Regions from separate parts of the Mus musculus genome. Here all the other regions are linked to region 1. A link is a contact called in public HiChIP or PLAC-seq and promoter capture Hi-C data. All regions are on one chromosome and are shown on one strand. Each heading gives the region's core, a stretch centred on a gene start, on an enhancer-like site or on the middle of the called end of the contact. The rest is flanking DNA. Distances are from core to core; before and after follow the strand shown. Region 1 holds the start of Aloxe3 (arachidonate lipoxygenase 3). Region 2 holds the start of Pelp1 (proline, glutamic acid and leucine rich protein 1). Region 3 holds the start of Mink1 (misshapen-like kinase 1 (zebrafish)). Region 4 holds the start of Arrb2 (arrestin, beta 2).

Region 1 (3,592 bases), core at 872-3,371:
CGGTCTAAGGCGCTGGATTTAGGCTCCAGTCTCTTCGGAGGCGTGGGTTCGAATCCCACCGCTGCCAGGCCAGAGTTTTTCTCCTGAAGGCCTCTTTAGTTTTATGAGAACAAGCCACTGCTTGGCTATGAACTTTGGCTTGTCAACAAAACCCAAGATTGCTTCCATATTCATAGACAAGACGTGACAAACATTGTTGAAATAAGTATTCTTATACACTAATTCAGCGCAGATCTTGGTGTATATAAGTGTAATTTAAAAAATTATACTAGAATATCTGTAACAGACATACTAAGCATGAAAAATTACAAACAAATATATTTATTATGTTGATGTACTAGCAAAATGCTAAGGTTCCACCGAGATTTGAACTCGGATCGCTGGATTCAGAGTCCAGAGTGCTAACCATTACACCATGGAACCCCCTCTTCTGTAGTGCTCTCAGAAATTATATACATTATTCTATATCCCATTTTGCATATCACTCCATTTATTCAAACAAACCAAAACAAACACATGAAGCCAACTACTAAAATGTGATTATTGAGTACCTGAAATATGAGTGCTTTCTTCTAAACATGAAAATTAAGGAAGATAATTTAAAAATTCGTTAAAATGCGGATTTTAAAACACCAATTAGGGTTAAAATAAGATTTTCAAATATTGTAGTAAATGAAGTATATTATTAATATTAATAATATTAACTTCCCCATTTTCTTTTTACTCTCTTTGATGTATTCCTCGTTTGTATAGCTAGTACTTTAACGTAATGCTGTTCCCTCTTCTGATTGTTCGGAACTTACGTTCAATTTACATTTCCTTTTAAAAAGAATGCAATTACTTTGTTATTATAGAGCTATTGTCAAACAAGACAGCCTAACAATAGTGTTTGTAAGTGCAGATTCCCACAAAAAGCTAAGCGCCCGAACAGGGACTTGAACCCTGGACCCTCAGATTAAAAGTCTGATGCTCTACCGACTGAGCTATCCGGGCTCTTAGCAAAGCTCTCCACTTTTGCCTAAATGAATTTATTATGATACCTACGTATTCTTGTGTGTATTTAAAGGATGAAGTTCGTTTTTGTCCGAGACTCTGACTTACTGAAACCTAGTCGCTAACGCCTCGGCTTTTATTAGAAGTTAAGGAGGGCAGGAGCGCCACTCAAGCAGGAATCTAGAGGTGCCTAGACCAGCCACGCGGGGCCGCTGCGGGCCACAGGTTTCCCCGGTAGAGTCTATTTTTTTTCTTCCCTGGTCCTTGTGACCTATATCTTGGACACCTAGGGCATACAGGGTGCCTCCCACGGTTCAGCAGGCTGGCTGAGGGAGGACCTGGAGCGTAAAGAATGTCACATGAGGGCCTCCAGATGCTGTCGGGCAGGCTTCCACTCACTTGGCAGGCAGGTCCTATCTCAAAGGAGTGATTGAGGTCGGGAATAACAAAAACTGGAGACAGAGAGAAGACTAGACTTTAGGAGGAGATGGGTGGGTCGGTGGCAGGAAGGAGAACATGATGGCCTTGTCACGTGCTAAGATGTGTGTTATTCACTTGATTGTTGATGAGGTCACCTGGCATTTATGAATTGGTGCAGCTTTCCGATGCACGGTGTGATTCACGTGGGTGATTCACATGTAGGAATTCTGGTGTTCTGGTGCCCATTTCTGGTTTGGAAATAGGAGGAAAAGGCTCTAGGTGGAATCTGGGGAATGGGTGAACATGGGCTTCAGGACATTAGTCAAGCCACTGATCAGACACAAAGTAGTGTCCCAACACGCGTCACCTCCTCCCTGTCTTCCACTTGCCACTTGGTCCCTCCTTCCTTATTCCCTCCCTCACCAATGGGCCCAGGCTTCTGATATCCATCTGGATGAGCCAGCCAGAGGGACAGGCTGTGTCAGAGGCATGCAAACAAGTATTAGGGTGCAAGTCGGTGGGTGGGGATAGTACTCCCGAGCTACCAGCGGAGCTGCCGTGAGAGATCGAGAAAGAGAGAGAGCGCGCGCGAGCCCAGGAACGTCCTAGAGCTGGATCCTTCCTCAGGCCCACCCTTCCCCAGCCCCCAGCCTCCTGCCCAGGAGCTGACTCTCTCTTACCTGTAGCGTACCTTCTCTAGGCTAGCTACTGGTTTGGGGTTATTGGGTCCAGTCATGGCAGTATATCGGCTGTGTGTGACCACTGGTTCCTACCTGAAGGCTGGCACATTGGATAACATCTATGCTACATTGGTAGGCACCTGTGGTGAAAGCCCTAAGCAGAAGCTGGATCGCGTAGGCAGGGACTTCGCCTCTGGATCGGTGAGTACAGAGGAGAGATGGGGAACCTGAAGGAAGTGAGGATTATTCTTGTTGGATTCGTCAAGTCCTGCTGAACTCAGGATGCCTGCTATGTCCTGTGATCATTTTCTTTGACATCCCTGACTTTTGGGAGACGATAAACCATACCAATTGTTCTGAGACAGGGCTGTGGGGAAGGGCATTTGGAATGGATTCTGGGGACTTCCCCTAACTTCCTGGCTTCTCCTATCATTGTTGTTATTGTTATTATTTTCTGTGGTTTTTCCAGACAGGGTTTCTCTGTGTAGCCCTGGCTGTCCTAGAACTCTCTGTGTAGACCAGGCTGGCCTTGAACTTAGCAATCTGACTGCCTCTGCCTCCTGAGTGCAGGGGGAATTAAAAGCCACCACTGCCTGGCCTGGCTCCTCCCCTAATTGACACTAGGCTTTGACCAAATTGATTCCTCTGATCAGATCATGGGTCTCCTGTTCTTTGGGAGGGGTCTGCTTTGTCGGTCGCTAGTTTAGTTTGCTAATGACCCTACATGAAAGTGAACTACTGGCAGTGAGGGTAGGAATCCCTACAAAAATTCACTCAGGCACTGAGTATGGTGCCTGCTCCTCTCTGGATGGAGACGGGCTCTTTCTCTCAATCACACAAAGGAACCACATGGATCAACGACTGCTCAGGCCAATATCCCAGAAAGGTAGCGGTGTTGATGCACACTTCAGAGTGCAAAGATGTCCTCGACAGTTCCTGGTTGCTCAAAGGCCTGCTTGCTGCTTCCCTCACTCCAGGTTCAGAAGTATAAGGTGCGCTGTGAAGCAGAGCTGGGTGAGATCTTGCTGTTGCGCTTACACAAGGAGCGCTTTGCTTTCTTCTGCAAGGACCCTTGGTACTGCAGTCGAATCTGTGTCACTGCCCCCGATGGCTCTGCTGTCCACTTTCCCTGCTACCAGTGGATCGATGGCTACTGTACTGTGGAGCTGCGGCCAGGAACAGGTGGGCAAGGGACAGAGACTGCACAGTACTGCAGAGGCTTCGTGTGAGGTTAGGAATGGAGTCTCACAGAACTCGGCGCGTAGGGAATGTGACTGGGGTTAGGAATGCCGGGATCCCAAAGCAACAGTGTCTGATAAAGAGCACTGCTAAAGTCCTGACATGCAAGAGCTTCCTGGGTAGTGTTTATTGTTCTGGAGGTACACACAGACAGGCTCACACAGACAGACGGACACAGATAAGCACACACAGAGAGACTCACACTCCCATAGCAGGCAGCTAATGGTATCCCTCTGCATTTCTCCAGAATATGGTCTTCT
Region 2 (3,631 bases), core at 193-2,692, 1.3 Mb after region 1:
TCCAGAGCCCATCCGAAAGCCAGCCATAGTAGTATAAGCATCTATAATCGCAGCGTCCCCTACTGAGAAACACAAGGTAAAACCAAAGAGCATCAACATAAACACTCGGGCTAGACAGTCCACCACTGGCAAGAGACCTTGTCTTGACACAGGAACCTTAGGACCTAAACGTTCCTATGACTTTGATGTGTGCACCGTTGCTACCCTTGGCCCATAACCACTAACATAAACACACATACAGCTGAACAAGATGGCGGATGCCCAGCCACAGGCAGCTGGATCTCGGGGAGTTCTAGGCCAGCCTGGTCTACATAGTTCCAGACCAGCCAGAGCCACATAGTGAGACTTTGCCTCCATAAGAAAAAAAAAAAAAAAAAAAAAAAGGCAGAACTTCACAGACTGCTTATGGAAGTGTGTAAGAAACCACATATCGAGGATGGCACTTGGGTTTCTAGCTTGTAGGAACTGAACGCATGTGAATATTTTGTGCACAGGCTCCTAACCAGGTAGACAACATATTGTCTACCGCCTACCTCACCAGCCTCAACTCTACCCACTCTCTTTAACCACCTAAACCCCGAACCCAAACATTGCCCTCATTTTCCAACCCGTCCTACACGAGTGTTCCTCTAACGTTTCAACTACCCCTTCTAATTTTCTTTCACTACCTAACCCCTGTTCATCTTAAACTCCAGGTCTTTTGGAGAAATCTCTAAATACTCTCTCTACACCGGTTTAGGAAACTCATACCAGATTTAGTTTCGTGTTATGGCATTTTGCTCATCGCCACTATGACTGGAATTGGAGCGCCGAGTAGGAAGGGGTAGGCCCTTGGCTGAGAGCTAGTAAATGTTTGTGTTCAATTACCCTGGGAAAACGCCGCCAAAAGAAGTTTCGCTGAGGACTGAACTAGTCAGGGGACCTGGGATGGAACCGAGCCCCTTCATTGCTTTGTGCTTATCAATGACCTAACAGAAAAGGGGCCTAATACTGCTCTGGGGAACGCGCAGGTAATGAAGTCTGTGGATCGCGTCCTCAATGGTTAAGTGGCTCTATTCTCCACTCTCGGCTCTCCTCGAGCTCACAGCTCCAGTGTCAGCTTCAGGAAGGCGGGACCACGGTGCCCAGCCGCCTCACCAGCCTTTCCACGGTGACCGCGGGAGCCACAGACTTACCTGCGCCCCACCTGCCGTCCCATGCAGCCTCAATAAGCACATGAGCCCGGGCAAATGCGGGGCCCACTGGATTGGGGGATGCACAGGGGCCACGGGGGACGCCGTTCGCGGCTGTAACAACCCGGAAATGCTCTCTAACAGCAGCAGACGCAGACGCGGGCCGGATCCCACCGCAGAGAGACCCCCGGGCCCGCCAGGAGCCCCAGCTGGGGAGCCCGCAGAGGCCCCACTAAGAACGGCCGCCGCCATCTTCACAGGCTCGAGCAATGGCGTGGCGTGATGACGCAAACATAAGTGCGACGCACGCCGCTCGGGGAGGGGTCTTGAGGAGGGGGCTGCGGCCTGCTGGGCTGGATGAATGAGGGCTGGCGCCCTGCGGCAGGAGGGGGCATGCGCAATGTGGGCGAGCGCCAGCGTTGGGGCGGCTTGCAAACTGCTAACCCGGGCTGAGCGCTGTAGGGCGGGGCGGAGGCGTTGCTGCGCAGGCCGGACACGTGGTCTGCAGGAAAGGCGCGGGAGTCTGAAAGATCTCAGTCCAGCGTGGCTTCTGGTCACCTTCTCCCTGGGCTTAGTAATCCTATCTAAGGAGCCAACCCCAAGTCTGAAATCTGGAACGTTCTAAACTGCTTTTCCAACAATGGAAAAACAAGCTCAAACAGTGCACATGCCACAAAGTAGCAGAGGTGTCACTCTGTCCCCAAGACACACCCACAGTCATTTGTGTATTTACATTACTATACACAGTTGTTTTGTTTTTTGAGACAGGGCCCTGGCTGTTCTGGAAATCACTTTGTAGACCAGGCTGACCTCCAACTCAGAAATCCACCTGCCTCTGCCTCCCTAGTGCTGGGATTAAAGGCGTGCGCCACCACGCCCGGCTAACCTATCACTTTCAAAGGCCTCAGCATTGCCTTATTTCCTCCCTCTGCAGTCTGTACACCACACAAAAGCCGAATTGGGCTTTTCTGATATAAGCCAGTTCTTTGTTTTGTTGTTTTTGCTTTTTAACAGGCTGGCCTCAGACATGATGTGGCAATATTCCTGCCTCAGGCTCACAAGTTCAAATGCTGACATTACAGATTGGAGCCAAGAAAGCTTGTCCTTCCCAGTTTAGAGTCCTTCTGTAGCTTCTAGAGATAAGAATATTAACTGGGTGGTGGTGGCACACGCCTTTAATCCCAGCATATTGGGAGGCAGACGCAGGCAGATTTCTGAGTTCAAGGCCAGCCTGGTCTACAAAGTGAGCTCCAGGACAGCCAGGGCTACACAGAGAAACCCTGTCTCAAAAAAACAAACAAAAAAAGATAAGAATATTTCCCTACACAGACTAGAATCTATACCACCTGACCTCAGGCTGTACAAGCACTTCTTTCTTCCTCTGGTCTTTTGTTGTTTTGTTTTAGGGGTGGAGAGATGTTTGAGGTTTTGTTTTGTTTTGTTTCTTCTCCTAGTCTTGGACTAAACTAGCCTTCTTTCTATCCTCCAGCAACATCAATTCCAAGGCCTTTGCACAGACTTCCAATTTTGCCGACAGGCTTGTTGCCATTCTTAGAAAAGTTTTTCTTCCAATCTCTATCACACACACACACACACACACACACACACACACACATACACATACACACACTTTTAAAGTCAAGGTAACCTCCCCTTGAAGGTAACTTCCTATGAAATTAAGGATGGGGTCTGGGGATATGGCTCAGTGGTTAAGAGCACTGACTGCACTTCCAAAGGTCCTGAGTTCAAGTCCCAGCAACCATATGGTGGCTCACAACCATCTGTAATGAGATCTGACTCCCTCTTCTAGAGTGTCTGAAGATAGCTACAGTGTACTTACATATAATAAATAAACAAATAAATAAATAAATAAATAAATAAAAATTAAGGATGGCATCAAATTTCTGACTCTCCTAGCTCTCCCTCCCAAGCACTGGGATCCCAGGCCTGTGCCACCACACCCAGTTCCCTCTGTGCTAGGGCTGGAACCCAGGGCCTTATGCATGCTCCGTAGGCATTTGACCAAGTGAGCTAAATCCTGGTCCTTATTTTTGACTTTTTCTTCCATTTCAATTGTGTGTGTGTGTGTGTGTGTGTGTGTGTGTGAGAGAGAGAGAGAGACAGAGACAGAGACAGAGACAGACAGAGAGAGACAGAGACAGAGGCATGGAGAAAGGAGATTTTATTTTGGAGGTACTTTGAGACAAGGTCTCTCTATGTAGGCCAGGCTGACCTCAAGCTTGCAGCAAATGATGAACCAGCCTGACTCCATCTTAAGATTGAAAGCCATCTTATTACAAGGTCAAACTAAGCTCATCCTGTCTTCTATGAGACTTGGGTTTGACCATGCCGTGACCTATTTTCTGAAATTTGACATGTTCCACACCCTATACCCTAATCTCCACCCTGATGAGATGTTCTGCCAAATAATTTTGAAATGGTCTGGCAAGTTCCTACAT
Region 3 (3,396 bases), core at 257-2,756, 1.4 Mb after region 1:
AAGTGCAAAGACAGGTAAGAGGTGTTCTGGGGGCTTCAAGTAGAATATATTTCATTACATCTGGAGCAAGTTTAAGTATGGTTTATTAGAACATAAGACCAGAAAAGAAAAATATATATACATAAGGTCAAAGAAACAGCAGAATCTTGAAAGTCTTTGATATCACTACCCACAAGGCAGTGGGAGTCATCAAACGGTGTTTTTTTTTTTTTTTTTTTTTTTTCTCATTTTGTTTTTTTTTTTTTTCCCCCTGTCATTTTATAGTCCAGGCTAATAGAAAATGTAATCCTCCTGCCTCAGCTTCCTGAATGGTGGGGTTCAGAAAACCGTTTTAAACAGGACAATGATGCCAGATTTAAGTTTTAGAAAAAAAAATCACTTCTGGATAATGAAGAATTTAATCGAAGGTGCCAGGCAGAGAGGCCATGTGGGAAGGCCAAATGGGGATTGTGGCTTGCATATCAGGGGCAAGGTAAATGAGTCAGGAGAGTACCCGGAGCAAGTTTGAATGTGCACCCAAATGTGCCAAGAAGCCTCCAGAGAATTCAAGCTCACCTAAGCAATGTTTATATTCATTTTCAGAGGGAGTGTTAGTGTTGGAAGAGCTCTTGAAAACTCAGAACCTTCTCCCCTCAACTTCATAGAGAAAGAAAAGCCCAGAGGCAAATTTGCTTGCTCAGGGTCAGACAACACATTAGTCAGTGGCAGAACATGTCTGTCTATAGTTACAAAGCCTCACCCATCCTCTAGTGAGACTAACCGGCTGGAGGTGCTGTGCCAACAGGAGTAGATCTGAGGAGCTGGAAAAACATTTGAAGGGATTGGATACAGTTTCTTCTGCTTTACCACTAGCAACTCCAGGGATAGTTCTTTCCTGCAGAACACTGTGCTAAGAGAAGCAGATACAGACGTGTGCAGTAGGAGTGCCTATCTGCTCCCAACATCCCCACTCCAGCCTAGAAAGGGAGTAAAGGGCAGACAGTAGCCCCGTCCTTCCCTCCCACGTGGTTTCTCCAGCCAAGTTCTCACGGAGTGGCCCCTCCTTCAGCGGCTCCACTGTTACCATGGCAATTGGGTGGGTGGACAGCACGTCCTATCTAGAGGCCAGCAGCCCTCGCGTGGGGAGTTACCATAACAACCCCCCTAGTAATAGAGGGGGTTGGGTCCCGCCTCCCTTCCCCCGCAAATCGAGAGGTAGGTGGTTTGATTGGCAGCTGGGCACACGAAAGAGGGAAAGGGAAGAAAAGGAGTCAAATAAAGATCAACGAAGGAACTAGAGGAGAGGAGGCAACAATAATAAAAGGGGGAAAAGGAAGGGAAGGTGTATGCGCACGCGCACCAGCGGGTGGTCGCGCTCCTTCCACTCCAGGCTCTAGCGAGACTGGGTCCGCGCTCGCCCTCCGCCCGCTCTCCTGCGCCTGCGCGCAGGTGTCGGCGCCCCGCAGGAGGGGGCGCCCGGCGCGTTCGCGTCACGGTCGGCTCTGCGCGTGCGCAGGGCAGCCGGCGACTCGGGTTGCAGGCGCGCGGGTGAGAGCGCCTGTCAGCCGCTGGGTCGGTCCTCCCGCTGGCCCTCCCCCTCCCCGGCCTTCGGGGCAGGCGCGGTGGAGCCCGCCCCTCGAGTCCCCCGATGGGGGAGAAGCGGCGACGGCGGCAGCGGAGTGAGCGAGCCGGAGCGTGAGTGGCCCCGCGGCGGCCATGGGCGACCCAGCCCCCGCCCGCAGCCTGGACGACATCGACCTGTCTGCCCTGCGGGTGAGCACCACCCCAGCCTCGCGCCCGCGACCCCTGCCCTTACCCCGAGCTCTCGCCGCCCGGGGGTTCGCCCTCTGGAGATTCTGGGAGCCAGTTTGGTCCCCACCCTGTGCTGCCCTCCCCCACACTTGCGTGCCACCCCTACCTTGCTGCTGGGATCCGAGTCCCCTCCTTTATAGGCGTTTGAGGGTCACCTCTGGTGTCCCTAAACACAGCCCTGCATCACCTGCAGAGCCTTTCTTGTGTCCCCCCTCTCTCGGCCCTCATGTCTGCTTCCTCCACCTCCTCTTCTGGCTCCTGGAATTTTGACTTTGCAACTGCCTCAGCCTCCCCCTCATCCCTCGTTTTCTTCCTCGCCTACCCCTAAATTGCAAGTTGGGCGGATTTCACCTCCTCGCTCCACCCCACACACCTCCTACGTCTCCATCCCACGTTCACTTTCCCTATCCCTTTTCTCGTGTTTCAAGTGCAGCTTTTCAGACCCAGGCATTTCCGGTCTCGGGGTCCCTGAATATTACATTACTAACTCTGCAGCCGCGTGGGGCTGGGAGGACAGACAAGTGCACAGTGGGAGGAAGGGAAGCCTGGATTTCCTCGGAAACTCGGGCCGGAAGACGATGTTTACATACATGTACAAGCACACACACACACACACACAAACACACACGCACACACAACACGCTGCCTGAGGTCAGTAGGGAGGGAACTAGTGGGAGTGGAGGCAAAGGAGAGTTGGAGGGAGGGGTTCATTAGGGAAGCGGTTAAGAGGAAACAACTGTGTCAGGAATGCTTTCAAATAACCCATTTATTGTTCCACGTGGGGCACTTACTCTCTCTCCTCCCGGAATTTTCAGTTCAGCATTTGTAAGTGTTCTCTAGCGGGCAGCTTTGTCTTAAGGGCAACATAGAAATTTCAAGGTGAACCATTCCAGACTGTCTCCCAGGTGGTGTTTTGATTCCATGCCCGGTGAGCTTTCCCAACCGGCGGCGTAGGTGTAGCTAGAGCAGGATTCCCCACCTCATGCTTACCTTCTCAGAAGGTCTCTGTACACATTGGCTTCTGGCTTGTAAATTACCCAGGGAAAAGGCAGCCACCTCACAAGTGCCCCGGATATGACTGGAGGGGAGAGAGAATTGAAGAGAGCAGAGTCATGTTGTTAATTGGGTTTCTCTAGGTGACACAGTTTTTTTTTTTTTTTTTTTTTTTTTCCCTCCCTTGCCATTCAGGTCATAATTTGTTTGGTGCAACGTTGGGTTATGAGACCTGACTTACTGGAGATAACTTTCTGGAGAACAAGACTGAGTACTGGATCTCCCTCTTTCCTCTCTTCTCTCTCTCTCTCTCTCCCTCCCTCTCTTCTTCTGTCCCCCTCTCTCCTTCTCTCTCCCTCTGTGTGTGCCTGCGCTTGCTTTGACAGGGGAGGCTTTAGATCAGCTTAGTCAGTGTTTAAACTGGGATACTCGAGTCCTTTGGGATGTAAGATGGAAATCCAGGTTTTGAGTAAAGTTTTAATGTGCTTGCATTTGGAATGCAATTGCAAACTGAAGTTGTTGATTAACTCTGGCCGCAGGTTGTCTGGCTGTGGTGACCATAAAGAAACACTGTCACCCAGTGGGTAGGTGCAGGCAGTGACCTTTGATTTT
Region 4 (3,312 bases), core at 503-3,002, 1.3 Mb after region 1:
TTTTTGTTCTCACAGAGGATCTGGGTTCACTTTCTAGCACCCACGTGGAGGTTTATAACTGCCTGTAACTCTAGTTCCAGGGGATCTGATACCTCCATAGGCACTGTGCACACAAATGGTGATGACCATGCTTACATGCAGGCTAGCACTCAGACACATAAAGTGTAACACATTGTAACAATGAAAGAGCAGACTTAAAATGTGACAATAGAACGGGGGAGGGGTAAGCAGGTGTTAAACAAGGTCTATGTTTAAAAATTAAAGATGATCTGAGATTTTTTTTTCTCGTGTACATTGTTTTTCAAATGGAGAAAAGTGGAGAGAGAGGCATGAAGGTATTCCACTGAGGGGAAATGGGTAAGAGTAGAAGGAAGAGACCGAAGAGGAGAAAAACCTGTCTCTGTCAGTCACCCTTTTCACCCTCTGCCAAACCCAGTCAATGTTGCCCCAGCAACGAACCTCTAATATGGCCCCTCTGTTCCCCCTCCACTCCCTGTTCATCGTTTTCCCTTGACTAGCTTATCTTCTAGCGGTCTTGCTATGCTCTGTGTTACCGGAAAAGAGAAATCCCATCTCGACATTCCTCTGGTGAAAAACAAAATCCAATCAAATCATTGCTGGGCTGCGATTAAAGACAGAGCTTAGTGGTGAGTCCTTACCAAGCATGCGTGAGGCCTTAGCAGAAAATTACATTACATTAAATTAGATAAACACTACAGATCCTCAGGCTCTTTCTTTCACCTGCTATACAAAGCCTTCCGCAGTCTCTTCCTTCCACAGTCTGCAGCTCTCTGCCTCCTGCCATCTAACCCACAAGCACTCGTCTATAAAGAATGTCCTTTCCCCACTTCTGCCCATCCTTCAGAATGTCTGTCCTCAAATTTCCCATCCAATGGAGTGAGTGACTGCACTCCCTCCTCCCCCACGCTGGCCAAGCAAAGGCTTTTGGGCTTTTAGTTGCTTGATGTTCTGAGTCATACCTCTATTATAGCATTCCTGGGAGCATAATATAATACCTGTTCCTATGTCTCAAAGATCCCAGGAAAGTTAGGCCATGATAATTCATGTTTGGTCCCGATGGCTTGGCACAATGACTAACACGAAATGGAGAGGGAGGGAAGGATGAAGAAAATAAGAGATGGATGGAGTGGGTGAATGATAGCTAGGATAGACAGTCGAGATGACAAGGTCTGAAAAATGTTTTAATGTTTGACCCTGCACAAAAAAAAAAAAAAAAAAAAAAAAAAAAAAAAAAATCAAAGACGATACACCAGGGGGAGCTGAAGACCACAAGAACGCGGGAAAGGCAGGCCAAACGAGGCTGCAAGCTCAGGGATGAGCAGCGCGTCCCAAAGCAAGCATCATCACGCAACTGATACGGTGCATCCACGTGGGCAGCCCTTGGCCCTCAGAACTAGACAGCACTTGAGCTCATTCCCACCGCCCCCTCGATCCCGTCCCTCCTCCACTACAGTGAAAGCAAACAAAGGGGAGGTATCCCTGCAGGGCTACGGATACCAACGGCCAATCAGCTGCTTCTAATCTCCTCGAAGGCGGCCGCCTGCTTTTAAAGGGGCCCAATCTAGTTCTAAAAGCTTGAGGAGGGGCGGGGAGATCGGGAGTAGGGACGGCGCGGGGAGGCTTCCCCGAGGGAAACGGAGGGCGGAGGCGTGGGGCGGAGCCAGCTCGAGGAGGGCGGGCTGCGCCGCGGCGCGCGGGATCCGGCTGACGCAGCTGGCCCCGGCTCCCCGAGACCCAGACCGCGAGGGGAGGGGAAGGAGGAGAAAGAGTGAGGACGCGCGTGCGCAGTGGCGCGGGGAGGAGCGGGGACCTGGCAGCAGGCGAGGAGGCTGCGAGCGAGCCGCGAACCCGGCGGGCGGAGGGCGGCGAGCGCGCGCGCACCATGGGAGAAAAACCCGGGACCAGGTAAGGGAGGTGGGGCCGTGCCGCGGGGCATGGGCGGCTGCTCGTGGGGTGTGCCAGGTTGATCCACAGACAAGGACACCGGGGAAGAAACCCCGGGGCCGGACGCCTGGGTCCCTAGAGGGTAGCGGTCCGGGGCCGCAAGCCTTGGTCCTTGAGATATTGGAGTGGAGCGTGCGTGCTAGGGCTCCTGCAAAAAGCAAGACCTGATGGGGATCGGGAAACCCACGCCTGGGTTCTCGCAGAGATGTAGGAGTCGGACTACTGGGTTCTCTGTGCAGGCTGTGATGCAAGGGCGGAGGAAGGAGGAGCAGGTGGCCGGCCCCGAGGGGTTGTGTGCTGGGAGACTGGATGCTGGGAAGGGATTCCCCTAGACTCGTGCCCAACCAATGGAAAGCCTCCTGCCCAATACCCCACAGTCTGATTGCTCCCACCTGTCCCAAGGGCCCGATAGCTCTGCTACCAAACTTCTGCCTTCTAGGTTGCTAGGAGCAACAGCTTCTTCTTGAGAGAGAAGAGTGTGTAGGGACCCTCGCTGAAATTGGACTGTATTCCTCTCCTGGGGGTGGAGGGGAGAGGTAGTATCTCCCCTGGACACACATCCTCTCCCCGGATGTTCTCTGTGCAATCGAAGCTCCTTCCTTCCACTGATACCAGAGTTCTCTTTTTTGGTCTATAGCAAAATCCACTTCCTGTTGTGACCCAACACCCCCAAGAGGACATGGGGTGAATGCTTGAGTTCCAAAGGAGCAAGAGCTAAAGAATAGGTAGGGGCTATGTGCCTCAAGCCGGAGAGGACCAAGAATAAGGGCCTGATTATGAGCAGTGACTTCTGCAAAACATGGGATCAACCCCACCACTCCCACTGCCCTTAGAGTATGAGAAAGTAGGCATCTCAGCATTAAGAAGACCAATATCTGAGAGAGATGTCCACAGGGAAGACTGACCTCCTGGATTTGAGGTTAAACACCCCAGAGAAAGGGGAAGTCACTTACTTGGGGGGAGGCCCCCAAATTTCCGTTGTGTACTTCAGGGAGGGGGTAGATGGTCCAGAGAAAGACTGCTGACTTGGCATAATTCCCTACCATCTCATCAAATTCTGGGCCACAGGAAATGGAGAGAATGGCAGGAAGTGCTAAGAGGCATCTGCTTTAGCTGCACCCCCCCCCCCAAGCTGGGTACCTCCCTGGTCATTCCCTTACTCTGCCTCCTTGGCCAGCCTCAGTATGTGCCCACTGCCCGCTCCCTAACCAGGCAAGAGGTGGCTGGGGAAGATGTAGAGAGCAGATGCTCTGTAGTTACCCCAGGGCAATTGCCTGAGACACACTGGTTATGGCTGTCACAGGCTCTGTCAGGGCTCCCATTGGGGGAAAATACAGGGCAGGAAGA

The links. Promoter capture Hi-C pulls out the DNA fragments that hold promoters and counts their contacts. HiChIP or PLAC-seq counts read pairs in DNA pulled down with a chosen protein or histone mark.
Region 2: a contact with region 1 is called in a promoter capture Hi-C map of liver, with 4 times the contacts expected there. The contact joins the promoter of Pelp1 here to the promoter of Aloxe3 in region 1. A contact is called at or near these places in 2 of 39 promoter capture datasets (both in liver).
Region 3: a contact with region 1 is called in a promoter capture Hi-C map of liver, with 8 times the contacts expected there. The contact joins the promoter of Mink1 here to the promoter of Aloxe3 in region 1. A contact is called at or near these places in 1 of 39 promoter capture datasets (liver) and 1 of 484 Hi-C or Micro-C datasets (B cells).
Region 4: a FOXA1 HiChIP or PLAC-seq map of pancreatic cancer cells shows a contact between it and region 1. The contact joins the promoter of Arrb2 here to the promoter of Aloxe3 in region 1. A contact is called at or near these places in 1 of 39 promoter capture datasets (liver), 1 of 115 datasets of contacts at active chromatin or transcription factors (pancreatic cancer cells) and 2 of 9 other capture datasets (adipose tissue and liver).

What each region holds. Positions count from the first base shown.
Region 1 is chr11:69,124,256-69,127,847 of GRCm38.p6, forward strand. It overlaps Aloxe3 (arachidonate lipoxygenase 3), which reads left to right and starts at 2,122. Exons shown (of 15, transcript NM_011786.2): 1 at 2,122-2,294; 2 at 3,071-3,275. The coding sequence starts at 2,148. It overlaps n-TKctt27 (a tRNA gene), which reads right to left and starts at 993; the gene lies at 921-993. n-TLtag3 (a tRNA gene) reads left to right here; the gene lies at 1-67. It overlaps n-TQctg6 (a tRNA gene), which reads right to left and starts at 423; the gene lies at 352-423.
Region 2 is chr11:70,408,589-70,412,219 of GRCm38.p6, forward strand. It overlaps Pelp1 (proline, glutamic acid and leucine rich protein 1), which reads right to left and starts at 1,443. Exons shown (of 17, transcript NM_029231.4): 1 at 1,176-1,443. The coding sequence starts at 1,424.
Region 3 is chr11:70,561,375-70,564,770 of GRCm38.p6, forward strand. It overlaps Mink1 (misshapen-like kinase 1 (zebrafish)), which reads left to right and starts at 1,507. Exons shown (of 33, transcript NM_001045964.1): 1 at 1,507-1,752. The coding sequence starts at 1,696.
Region 4 is chr11:70,430,828-70,434,139 of GRCm38.p6, forward strand. Arrb2 (arrestin, beta 2) reads left to right here and starts at 1,753. Exons shown (of 15, transcript NM_145429.5): 1 at 1,753-1,926. The coding sequence starts at 1,904.